2 separate regions of the Danio rerio genome follow, and region 1 is linked to region 2. Evidence: chromatin contacts called from public Hi-C data. All regions are on one chromosome and are shown on one strand. Each heading gives the region's core, a stretch centred on a gene start, on an enhancer-like site or on the middle of the called end of the contact. The rest is flanking DNA. Distances are from core to core; before and after follow the strand shown. Region 1 overlaps col4a2 (collagen, type IV, alpha 2). Region 2 overlaps col4a1 (collagen, type IV, alpha 1).

Region 1 (5,325 bases), core at 1,788-4,287, 150 kb after region 2:
ACAACAGACATTCAAAAATCTCAATAGAAGCTTTGAATATAATTGTGACAAAAAATAATTCTGTACAGTCTTAAATGATGAGTCAAAATTACCACTATGGCCATTCTTTTAGTTATTAACTTATCGTAGTTCCTGTTTTGACATTAAATCTATGAAGACCTATGAATATTCAAATTAGTGTACACCTCCACTCAATCACACCAGCTCTACCTGCTGCGTTTTCATTCAGTTAGCAGGGAAAAAAAAACACTGTAATAAACCCAATAAAGTGGCTGAGACTTGGCAAACTGCAGTTTCTCAGTGGGTTTGAATTGCTTATCTGTGAGCATATAATTCACACCAGACAGACATAAAAACTATGAAAACTTAATTTACACCATAGGCAATCTTTAAAGGTGCAGGATGTAAGTTTGACACCCAGTGGTTGAACTAGGTATTGCACACCTGGTTCAAAACACAAAACACATTTATATTTTAGAAATGGCTTCTATTTCTTGCAGCTGAACAACAAACTGACAGTGTTGACCTCAGGTACACCTCATGTGCTTTATTCAGTGTTAAATGCTAATAATGTGAGTTTGAAAAACTTGTTACACAATGTTTATTGCCATACTACTAAAAGCAACACCAGATAGTTTACCTTGAAAATAAAATAAACTGTTTAAACTTGAACTGTAGCCTAGATTGTGACTCAGTGTAAACCAACACATATCAGTGATTCAGCATGTACATTTAATAATATTAAAGAAGTTTAATATGTATTAATTAAATTATGAGTCTTACCATTTCGTTGGAGTGCAGTAGGTGCACTATTCTGTGCTTCTGATCGGCTGTATTTACATTTGTGTCATGTTTCGTCTAGTGCAAACAGCCAAATGGCTTATCACTGTAAATCTCGTCAAGTAGTTTATTGTTAGGACACGGGGTTACAATGTGACATGCTCACCTAATGTTTATGTTCGATGTATTTATATTATATGCTAATTATTAACCAGCTCATGTGGAACTCTGAATCTGCAGTTCAGTTCGGAGGCTGCTACTGTCCACCAGAGGTCACATTTTGACCACAGATGCACACTTTGAGAGCCTTCCTGACTAAATGAATAAATACGCAGTTTTCCACCAAAGCTACTCAATGTGCTGAAATATAATTGGCTAAACTGGCATTGGTCGGGTTAAAAGAACCAAAACAAAGACAGACTTGTTTCAGCAGGGTGTTTTCACACCTCTACTTTGGAAAAAGTCAGAAAAGTGGGCGTGTCCAGCTCTGTTTAGGGGGGAGTGTCGGAGGAAGAAAAGCGGCTTGGTATGGGAGTGTCTATTTGGGCACGCTGAATTTCAGAGTCAAAACACACAACCACAGCGGACAATGTGACTGTGTTTACATGGACATCTGTAGTCGAATTATTTGCCAAATTATTAAATGGTGGACTTTAACTGCAGTTTGGCTCTTTCATTCAGGGAATTCATTCATGTTCCTCCCGACAAACATGATATTTGATTCGAGGAACTGCTGTAAGCGTGCATTTTTCATGCAATGTTTGATACCGCACGGCGAATGAGAGAAAAAAAAAACTTAGATGCACACGGCAGGTAGTGTCAGAAAGCCGCGTGTGTTATTCCGGTCACAAAATCCAACACGAGGTTATAGTTTAATTGTAACTGTTAGTGCTAACTTGTTTACACTCGGTGCAATAGTTTGTTTGATACGAATAAAATACGAACTGAATAAACAAAGAGCACTGGTTGCTCACTTACCATATCTGTAGAGACAGGACAATCCACAGCAACTAGAGCCGCGTCTTTATTAAGAGGAGACTACAAGCGAATCCGGATCTCAGCGTTTGCAGATGAGAACAGCTCTCAGGTAAACAATAATCCTCCTTAGACACGTAAGTTATTGTTGTCAAGCGTCGCGTACACTGTTAATGCACACGTGACTACAGCTGCGCTCTCACAGAGAGAAAATGAAAACAAAACTTAACTGCAGCAAACTATAAAAGCAACACTTCACGCTTGTTTTGCCAACACAACGTGGCGTTTTTGCCGTCTACACTCTGACAGTAATGAATATTAATGAAATTGCACAATAGAGTGCGCTGATTGGTTTGAATCAAGCCTTACTCATGCATTAATGCAACACACTGTAAGACGTAATAAGACACACTCTGGCACAGACGCCCAGTCTGCACGCTGGAATACAACGCTATTATGTCATGGCCGTGACGCAGCTTCAAAAATTCGTTTCAAACCGGAAGTACGAATTTGCTTGAAAAAACGTAAAAACAACCAGTTTAAACTTTTTAGTGAAATATAGGTGTCCTAATAGTGTTTTTAGCAGTATAAGATAAAAATGTGTTTTGGTGTTTCGTGACCCTTTAAAGCAGAATATCCGACTTTAGCATTGATTTTGAGATAAACAAAAGGTTAATTTAGCATGTTTCTTAAACATCTGCAAACATATTATGGCATTTCTAAGCTTTAGAAGAGTCAGAAACTTACAAACACCACCTTAAAGGAAATAAAAATTATTTCATTACTTCCAACCTCATGCAATATAGACAGAACTTCTGAAAATCCAGGAATTCCTATGAATGTAGCTTAAAGAATGTATATCTTCTGTAATCCAGTATTACCAAGATCTTCATCATTCTTAGCTGCAGACACAAACATAAAAACAAATGGCTGTGTGTAAATTTTCTACCATCCCAACACTTCTGTGTGTCTCCTGTTTTTTTTTTTTTTTCCATCAAATTCTTGAGTGAAGAGGTAATGGAGGAGGTGAGGAGACACTTAACACTTTAAATGTGGCATTACCGTCACGCTCAGTGAAAAGAGACTGGGGGTTTGTATTGGAAAAGTTCAAGAAAGATCGAGTTCTGTTCAGGGTCACCAGATTAAAACACAGAATTTAAATGAATTTATCTCGGAGCGTCATGCTGTAGATGAAAAAATGCAGGAGATTAATGCAGAGAGGAAGCCATAGTGTGAGGCAGAAGCAGAGGGTGAGAGAAACAGGAAATGACCTGTGTGTTTTATGGCTCCACTCTGAACTGGAGAAGCCTGGGAGAGCTGGACTCTCACCTGACACACCCAGGAGCTGTCAATAACTTCAACTAATGGCTAATCACTCACTTCCTTCTCACACAAGTGCACACTTAATGCCATGTCTGCTTGGACTTTTTTTTAAATGCATTAAGAGCCTTTTCATCACACTGATCCTTTCTTTTGCTGTAGAAGTGTTAGACTTTTTATTTTGCATTCTTTCTGTCTCATCTCACTCCAGAATTTTTTATTTATTTATTTTTTAAATAGTTTATTCTCTATCATGCATTGTAAAAAGTGATTATTCACATTATACATTTTACATTATTTTTATTATTTACTAAAAAAAGTGACTAAACCTGTTGCCTTAAAAGTGACTAGCTGACTTTGCTTTAACTCTGCTGTCGTGTTCATATCCTGCCCGTTACTTTAGTGTTCCTGGTCAAAATTGACCAGTCTGTTTTAACTGCTCTCATATTAGCACACACAAAAAAAAAAAAAATTTTCACCACCAAATTTTTATTCAATATTCTTTAGCTGTTAGCAATGTATGAAAGTAGTGTTTTAAATGAATTTAAAGAATTAGAAATAAAATAACTGCAGTGAAAATACAAATAGGTACCTAAAATTAATTCATTCATTTTCTTTTCGGCTTAGTCCCTTTATTAATCCGGGGTCGCCACAGCGCAATGAACCACCAACTTATTCAGTACGTTTTTTACGCAACAGATGCCCTGTCAGCTGCAACCCATCTGTAGGAAACATCCACACGCGCTCATTCACACACATACACTATGGACAATTTAGCTTACTCAATTCCCCTGTACCGCATGTCTTTGGACTGTTGGGGAAACCGGAGCACCCGGAGGAAACCCACGCAAATGCAGGGAAAACATGCAATCTCCACACAGAAACGCCAACGGACCCAGCCGAGGCTCGAACCAGTGACCTTCTTGCTGTAAGGCGACAGCACTACTTTCTGCGCCACTGCGTCGCCAGGTACTTAAAATGTAGTACAAAATGAACAATAGAGGACAGAAATCAAAATACTTTGTTTCATTACCAATAGACAGCTCACTAAAATAACTACCACAGGGTCTGACCAAAGAAAATGAAAATGCAATCTATCTGAATGATTTTTCAACCAGCAAAGCACAAACAAAACAATATCCTATCCTGTGTACCGAGTGTTCAAATTTTCATTAAGTCCTTTAATTGAACTACATAGGCAATCGACTGATTTCACACGGCCATCATTTTAAACAGCAAAATCGAGACTGCGGTGGGAAGAAACCTGGAAATATCGCCTGAGTCACAGAGGAACGCTGTGTACCTGGCTGTATATCTTATCAGCAAAGAAAAAAGGACACAAATTTAAACTTTTACCGCCTTCTGAGTGACCAGAAGGTTCGGTCTGAATGAATAGTGAAAATAAAAAGGGATACTGGACCTTATTTTCAGTTAAGGGAAGTTAAGGGAAATGGCAATAGTTAGCTAAAGTTTTCTTTCACAAACACATGTTTTAGATGCCATTTTTCAAACTCCAGTTAATGAACTTATTCTTTCACTATATTAGACCTGTCATGATACAAAATTTCAGCACTGAAATAAAAAAAAAAACGTCCATTTCCCGTTAACATTTAATGCACTGTTGAAGGCATTCTTAAACAGCGTTGATTTGCCTTTGTGTTCGTGCTCAACAGAAATGACTGGATTGGCCGCATTTCACTGATGTTTACCCAGTGCAAAGACACACGAGCGATCCGTTTGATAAAACCACTGATCTTCATGGCTTTTAAACACTCCCATCTCCATGTATCTGTGTTTGCAATCTGTGAAGAGCGCTGAACTGATGACCTTCACGACCAATCACAGTCATTTTCTAAATTTCTTCGTACCTCATTTTCTCCAGCAAGCAGGAGAGCAATGTGTTTTTTCATCACAGAGGAAGTGTTGTTTTTAAAGAAATTTCTAAAGTAAAGTTTGTTTTTGTATTTTTGAAAGTTACGTTTTTGGTAGAATAAAGTTAGAAGGTAGAAGGTAGACTTCATAGATACATTCATTGTAAAATGCATGAAAAGAAAGTTGAAATACATGCGGTCAACCTGTTATGGCTATTCAAGGTAAAAACAACTCTTTTGTGTTATGTAATTTTAACAAAATAATGATGAAAGTTTTTTGATGATTTACGTTTGGGAATTTATTATTTTAACAAAATAACAAGTTTTAAAAACCAAAAAAATGCTTAAAAGGACTTTAAGGACTTTAAAAGGTCTTAGT
Region 2 (5,332 bases), core at 641-3,140:
ACTTACTCTGCTTCCTTTAATTCCTGGTGCTCCTATCTCCCCTCTGTCACCCTGGTAAAAAAAAATCATTATTATTATATTATGTAAAGAAAAAGAGGAAAGAGATATAGATTCTACATGTAACTTAAGGATGTGTTCGGAATTGGTGAAATGTACAATACCTTTGGCCCCATTGACCCTGGAGGGCCCTCATGACCTTGCATTCCAGGAAACCCAACAAGGCCCATCAAACCAGGGAGCCCAACCTCACCCTAATGCGGACAAACAAAAGGTCATGATTTCAATGAGTTTCATCTTCTCCTTTTCTCTTTTTATTTAATTTACTTTTTACTTATATTTAGATCACACTTGACCATTTTTTACATTATTTAAGCAATGGATTAATGTACAATTAATGTACACAAAATAAAGGTCAACTTATCATCAGTCAGCATTTGTTGTATCTGAAGACTGAAGGGCTTTATTTGGCAAAAATACCACCTAGATGTACATTATCTGAGCTACTTGCCATAAAAGTAAACGATTAGGCCCAAAACATTGATCTGACTGGAAATAACTCATCAACCCTTTAAATAAACGTAAAGCTTACAGAAACAAAAATGTATTAAAATAAATATTTATTCAGCCAAAAGATGGCGCCAAATAATGAAAAAACAGCATCTTGAAATATAATCACAAAAACATAAATATGAATGCATTCACATCAGTCAAGATGATTTGTAGTATGCAGATGAGCCTGTGCTATAGGTTCCAGTGGTTGTTATTGGGGAATAGCAAAACTTGGAATATCATAATGAACCATTCATTCATTCATTCATTCATTTTCTTTTCAGGCTTAGTCCTTTATTTATCTGGGGTCATGAACCGCCAACTTATCCAGCACATTTTTTACACAGCAAATGCCCTTCCAGCTGCAACCCATCTCTGGAAAACATCCATACACACTCATTCACACTCATACACTGCGGACAATTTAGCCTACCCAATTCACCTGTACCGCATGTCTTTGGACTGTGGGGGAAACCAGAGCACACGGAGGAAACCTACGCGAACGCTGGGAGAACATGCAAACTCCACACAGAAACGCCAACTGACCCAGCCGATGATCGAACCAGCATCCTTCTTGCTGTGAGGTGACAGTACTACCTAATGCTCCACAACGTGGCCAAAGTAATGAACCAATCAGTTAAGTATCCTAGTGATGTGTAATGATGCTAGTTAATGTGTTTACTAATATGATTTAAGAATAACCACTGCAACAAAAAAAAACTTTTCTCGCTTAAAAGTTTTTGTCTTTTTTGTCTTTTTTTGTTTTTAGTCCAAATATCTACAAATCAAGAAGAATTTTCAAGGCAAGCAAAACAAATTGGTCTTGTTTTCAGATATGTCAAAATTAAGTAGTTTTCTTTAGTTTTGCAAATAATCTGCCAATGGGGTAAGATAAATAATCTTATTTCAAAGCAAAATAATATTTCTTCTTGTATAGAAAGTGTTTCTTGACTTGAGACTTTTTTAATATTTGTTTTTGAAACAAGAAAAAAATCTCTAATTAAAAGTTTGCAGTGAATAATACAGCATTTATAATTGCAGCTGATGTTAAATTTAACATTTGCCAATGCTTTATTCAAATCAAAGTTGTGCTTGTTAACTTGTGATTGTATTTTCATTTAAAAAAACGTTGACAAACATTATGCAAAATACTACAATAAATGTATAGGTGGTTGTTTGTTTAGGTTAGTAAATACAATACCTAACATAAACCAATGAGATCTCATTATTGCTACTGTATATGTTGTATAAATCTCTTAACCATTCACTACATTAATGAACTTTGAGGAATGGCAGACAATGTTGTTAATACGCATGCACCACTAGATGGCGCAACAGATCAGTGTTCTGACAATATGAACTACATGAAAAGGTCATGAATGCACACACTCTCACACGCATGAGTGTTTGTGTGCAGTGAAGTTCAACAGGCCTAAAGCCAGCTGTTTATATTCTCCTCTACACCAATAGATAGTACAAAAACGTGACACAGCATTTCCCCAAACATCATTTTGCATCATGATGCCCCAGGAAATGTAATTGATTACTGACAAAAACACTTTTTTGTTTTGTTTTGAGGCAATTCAATCCAGATTTTTGTAGAATATTAAGTTCATGTAGATATTGGTAAAAGTCGCCCCTGCTGTTACGACAAAATGTGCTTTTTTTAAGATAACAAAAAGCTGTCTGAATTGTATATATTTTTCAACAGGATATGGTTACATCTAGAAGGTGAATAGTATTTAGTATGCTTGGGTGATCAATTCAGAGATAATTACTATACACTGTAGTTACTTAAAAAAAAAAATAAATAAATAAATAAATAAAGCCATGAATAAAAAAAAAAGTGTGCACCTTCACTTAAACTAATGAATAAAAAAATGAATAAAAACATAGTAAATGAACGTTTATGAATAAAAACAATGTTAAGTCACTAGTCTTTTTTTACAAGGAATTAATAAATAAACCATCCTATTTAATTAAAAAATATAATACATTTATTGTTTCTGTAAAGCTTATTGTAAATTATTTGATCTCTTTTAGCTTTTACATTTTTAAGATTTTCACTTTTTCCACTATTTACAACAATGTTTATTGCTATGTGGGGAAAGGAGATCACTTGCTAATCATTTTTCTTTACTGTGTATACTACTGTGTAGGATTGAGTTTGAGTAAAGTGATAATAATCGTTTTATCTATAAAGGAGAAATCCAATTTCTTCCACATTTAAAATAAAATAATGCTTTCATTCATTTATTCATTCATTCATTCATTCATTCATTCATTTATGATTAATTGAACAAATGAACGAATGAACGAAGGAATGAATGAATGAATGAATGAATGAATGAATGAATGAATGAATGAATGAATGTGTGGTAACAATAATAATTAGTGGTTTAGATAATAATATTTGGTGGAATATCCTTGATTTTCCATCACAACAAATAAAGATATTTACTATTGTTGATCTTAAATGATGCAACATAGGTAATATGGCAGGAAGTAGAAGAAAACATGCCCACCTTTGCCCCTTTAACACCGCTGCAGTCACAACCACCACATGAAGACCCCGAGCATCCACCCTGAAAGAAAAAGATGAAAAATTATGTCAGCTTTGAAACACTAGGAGGCAGCAAATACATGATAAAGGCATTCAAAATGGGTTAATGGAGTACAGAGACTCAAGGGTGGCAATGAAGAGAACATTCTGGTAAAATCTACTGATGGCTTAGAATTAAACAGAAAAATGTTGATAGCGTGAATAAATCAACATCATTTTGGACATGTAAGCTTTTAGAAAATGCTAATAGAAGAAAGTGGCATGATTTCATGTTGAACAGTATTGATCCACATTAGTCATTTTTTTAACAATATTTTACTCCAGGACAGCTACGAGAAATGTATTTAATATGTGCAGGGTCTGAAACAGACACATAAGCTAAAGGCTTTAAAGACAGAGATTTAATATTTCACTACAATATAAAAGTTACTTTTTGTGTTGGCTCAAGTAAAACTGCACTTTATATTTATTTGAGATGAACAATGTGTTAATAATAACACAAAATGCTACTGAATGCTCACAATGCTACAGACTTATCTTCATTTTCAATACTTCAATAGTAAATCAGCTGCTTTCAAAAAAAGTTTTCTTTTTAAAAATCAACAATGAATGTTCTAACGCAAAACAAGCTAATGTAAACTGTGCATGTAACGTCAAGTAATGAAAGTGGAAGGTAAACAAACACACAGTTGTAGACTTATGTAGTTTTAAAGTCCAACAAATCATTCTAGTATAGTCCTTCAACAGGCAAAATTATTAGTCCCTCCTGTGAAATTTGAATCCATTTTCAAATACATCCCATGCTATGTTTAACAGATCAAGGACATTTTCACTGTCATTTCCATAATATTTAATAAAAAAATCTTACTTCTTTTTTAGTTTATCTGGAATAAAAGCATTTTATTATGCATATTAAGGTGAATATTATCCAATGACTTGCCCAATTAGCCTCGATTGCCTGTTTAACTTAAATAAGTCTTTAAAGTGCATGTTAAACTTAATACTAGTACCTAGCAAAACAACTACTGCAGAAAGATACTATATGTACACTACCTGACAGTAAAGTCTTGAAAGTCTTGACAGTCTTGTCGTCTATCTAAGTTTTAGGAACAACAAATAATAACTTGACTTGTAGTTGATCATTTGGTATCAGAAGTGTCCTATATGAAAGGCAAAGGCCTTTAGTTTACGCTTATTTTACCAAATTTAAATATAATCATGCCTTGATATTTAAATATTTAATTAGGACAGAAAGGTCTGACTTTGCTTAGACAAAAGTCTTGTCACTTAGCAGAAATAATGTACAGTATAGAATATAAAGTCATGGTGCAAAAATAATAAATATTGTGTATGACTCCCATAAGCTTGGGGGACTGCATCCATATATTTCTGCAATGACGCAAATAACTTAATAATAAAGTCATCTGGAATGGCAAAGAAAGCGTTCCTGCAGGACTCCCAGAGTTCATCAAAAATCTTTGGATTCATCTTCAATGCCGCCTCCTTCATCTTACACCAGACATACTTGATAATGTTTAGTTCTGGTGACTGGGCTGGCCAATCCTGAAGCACCTTGATCTTTTTTGCTTAAAATTATTGTTGAAAAATGTGTCGAAAATCACTTCTTTCACTTGGCAAAAAATATATACAAATATATTTAAAACAAGTGGATGAGTTTGTGTTATTATTTTGGAATGATGTATCCCTTTAATAATCTTGAGTTATGAAAACATCTATACTAACAAATGACAATAATTTATGAGTGGAATGTTGAATTCATTAAACTTTACAATCGCAGAATGCATAATAAATCAGTATCTTTTCCTTTTCTTCCTCTCTCTACACATGTGTATGTTAGCGTAAAGATAAAACAGGCTGTTGGCATGTGCACAAATTGTTTGGTCTAAACACACTGATGACAGATATCATGAAGAGGGGCCTGCGGATTCAAACAGAGCCATCAAGCCAAGAATTGAACACACCTGTTCTACTGTTGAGACTCAAATAAACTCCCTTTTAATGGATAGCTGGTCTAAGCATGATAATGTACACATATCTTGCCTCCATGCAGCTACTCAACCCAAAATTTTATTTTGCATTTCTCATAAGCAGGCAATCAAAGATGGGGGGAAAATATTAATATACTTAATTATTTGCTTGTCAAATTTAACATTTACTATAGTAAATCGAGTCATGAAAATCCCGTTTATTATAGCCCCT

Evidence for each region. A called contact is a pair of places that touch in the nucleus more often than the background predicts.
Region 1: a contact with region 2 is called in a Hi-C map of embryo, with 3 times the contacts expected there. The contact joins two enhancer-like sites. A contact is called at or near these places in 7 of 18 Hi-C or Micro-C datasets (caudal fin, embryo, fibroblasts and 2 more) and 1 of 4 datasets of contacts at active chromatin or transcription factors (caudal fin).

What each region holds. Positions count from the first base shown.
Region 1 is chr9:8,903,519-8,908,843 of GRCz12tu, forward strand. All of the region lies in intron 4 of col4a2 (collagen, type IV, alpha 2), which reads left to right. Among named protein-coding and RNA genes, the nearest start is that of rab20, 74 kb to the right of the region's middle. Within about 2 kb of position 3,038, at least 13 of the 62 cell types and tissues checked have an H3K27ac peak or open chromatin away from gene starts, as enhancers often do.
Region 2 is chr9:8,755,436-8,760,767 of GRCz12tu, forward strand. col4a1 (collagen, type IV, alpha 1) reads right to left here. Exons shown (of 52, transcript XM_688948.11): 2 at 3,075-3,134; 3 at 162-251; 4 at 7-51. Among named protein-coding and RNA genes, the nearest start is that of col4a1, 58 kb to the right of the region's middle. Within about 2 kb of position 1,891, at least 4 of the 62 cell types and tissues checked have an H3K27ac peak or open chromatin away from gene starts, as enhancers often do.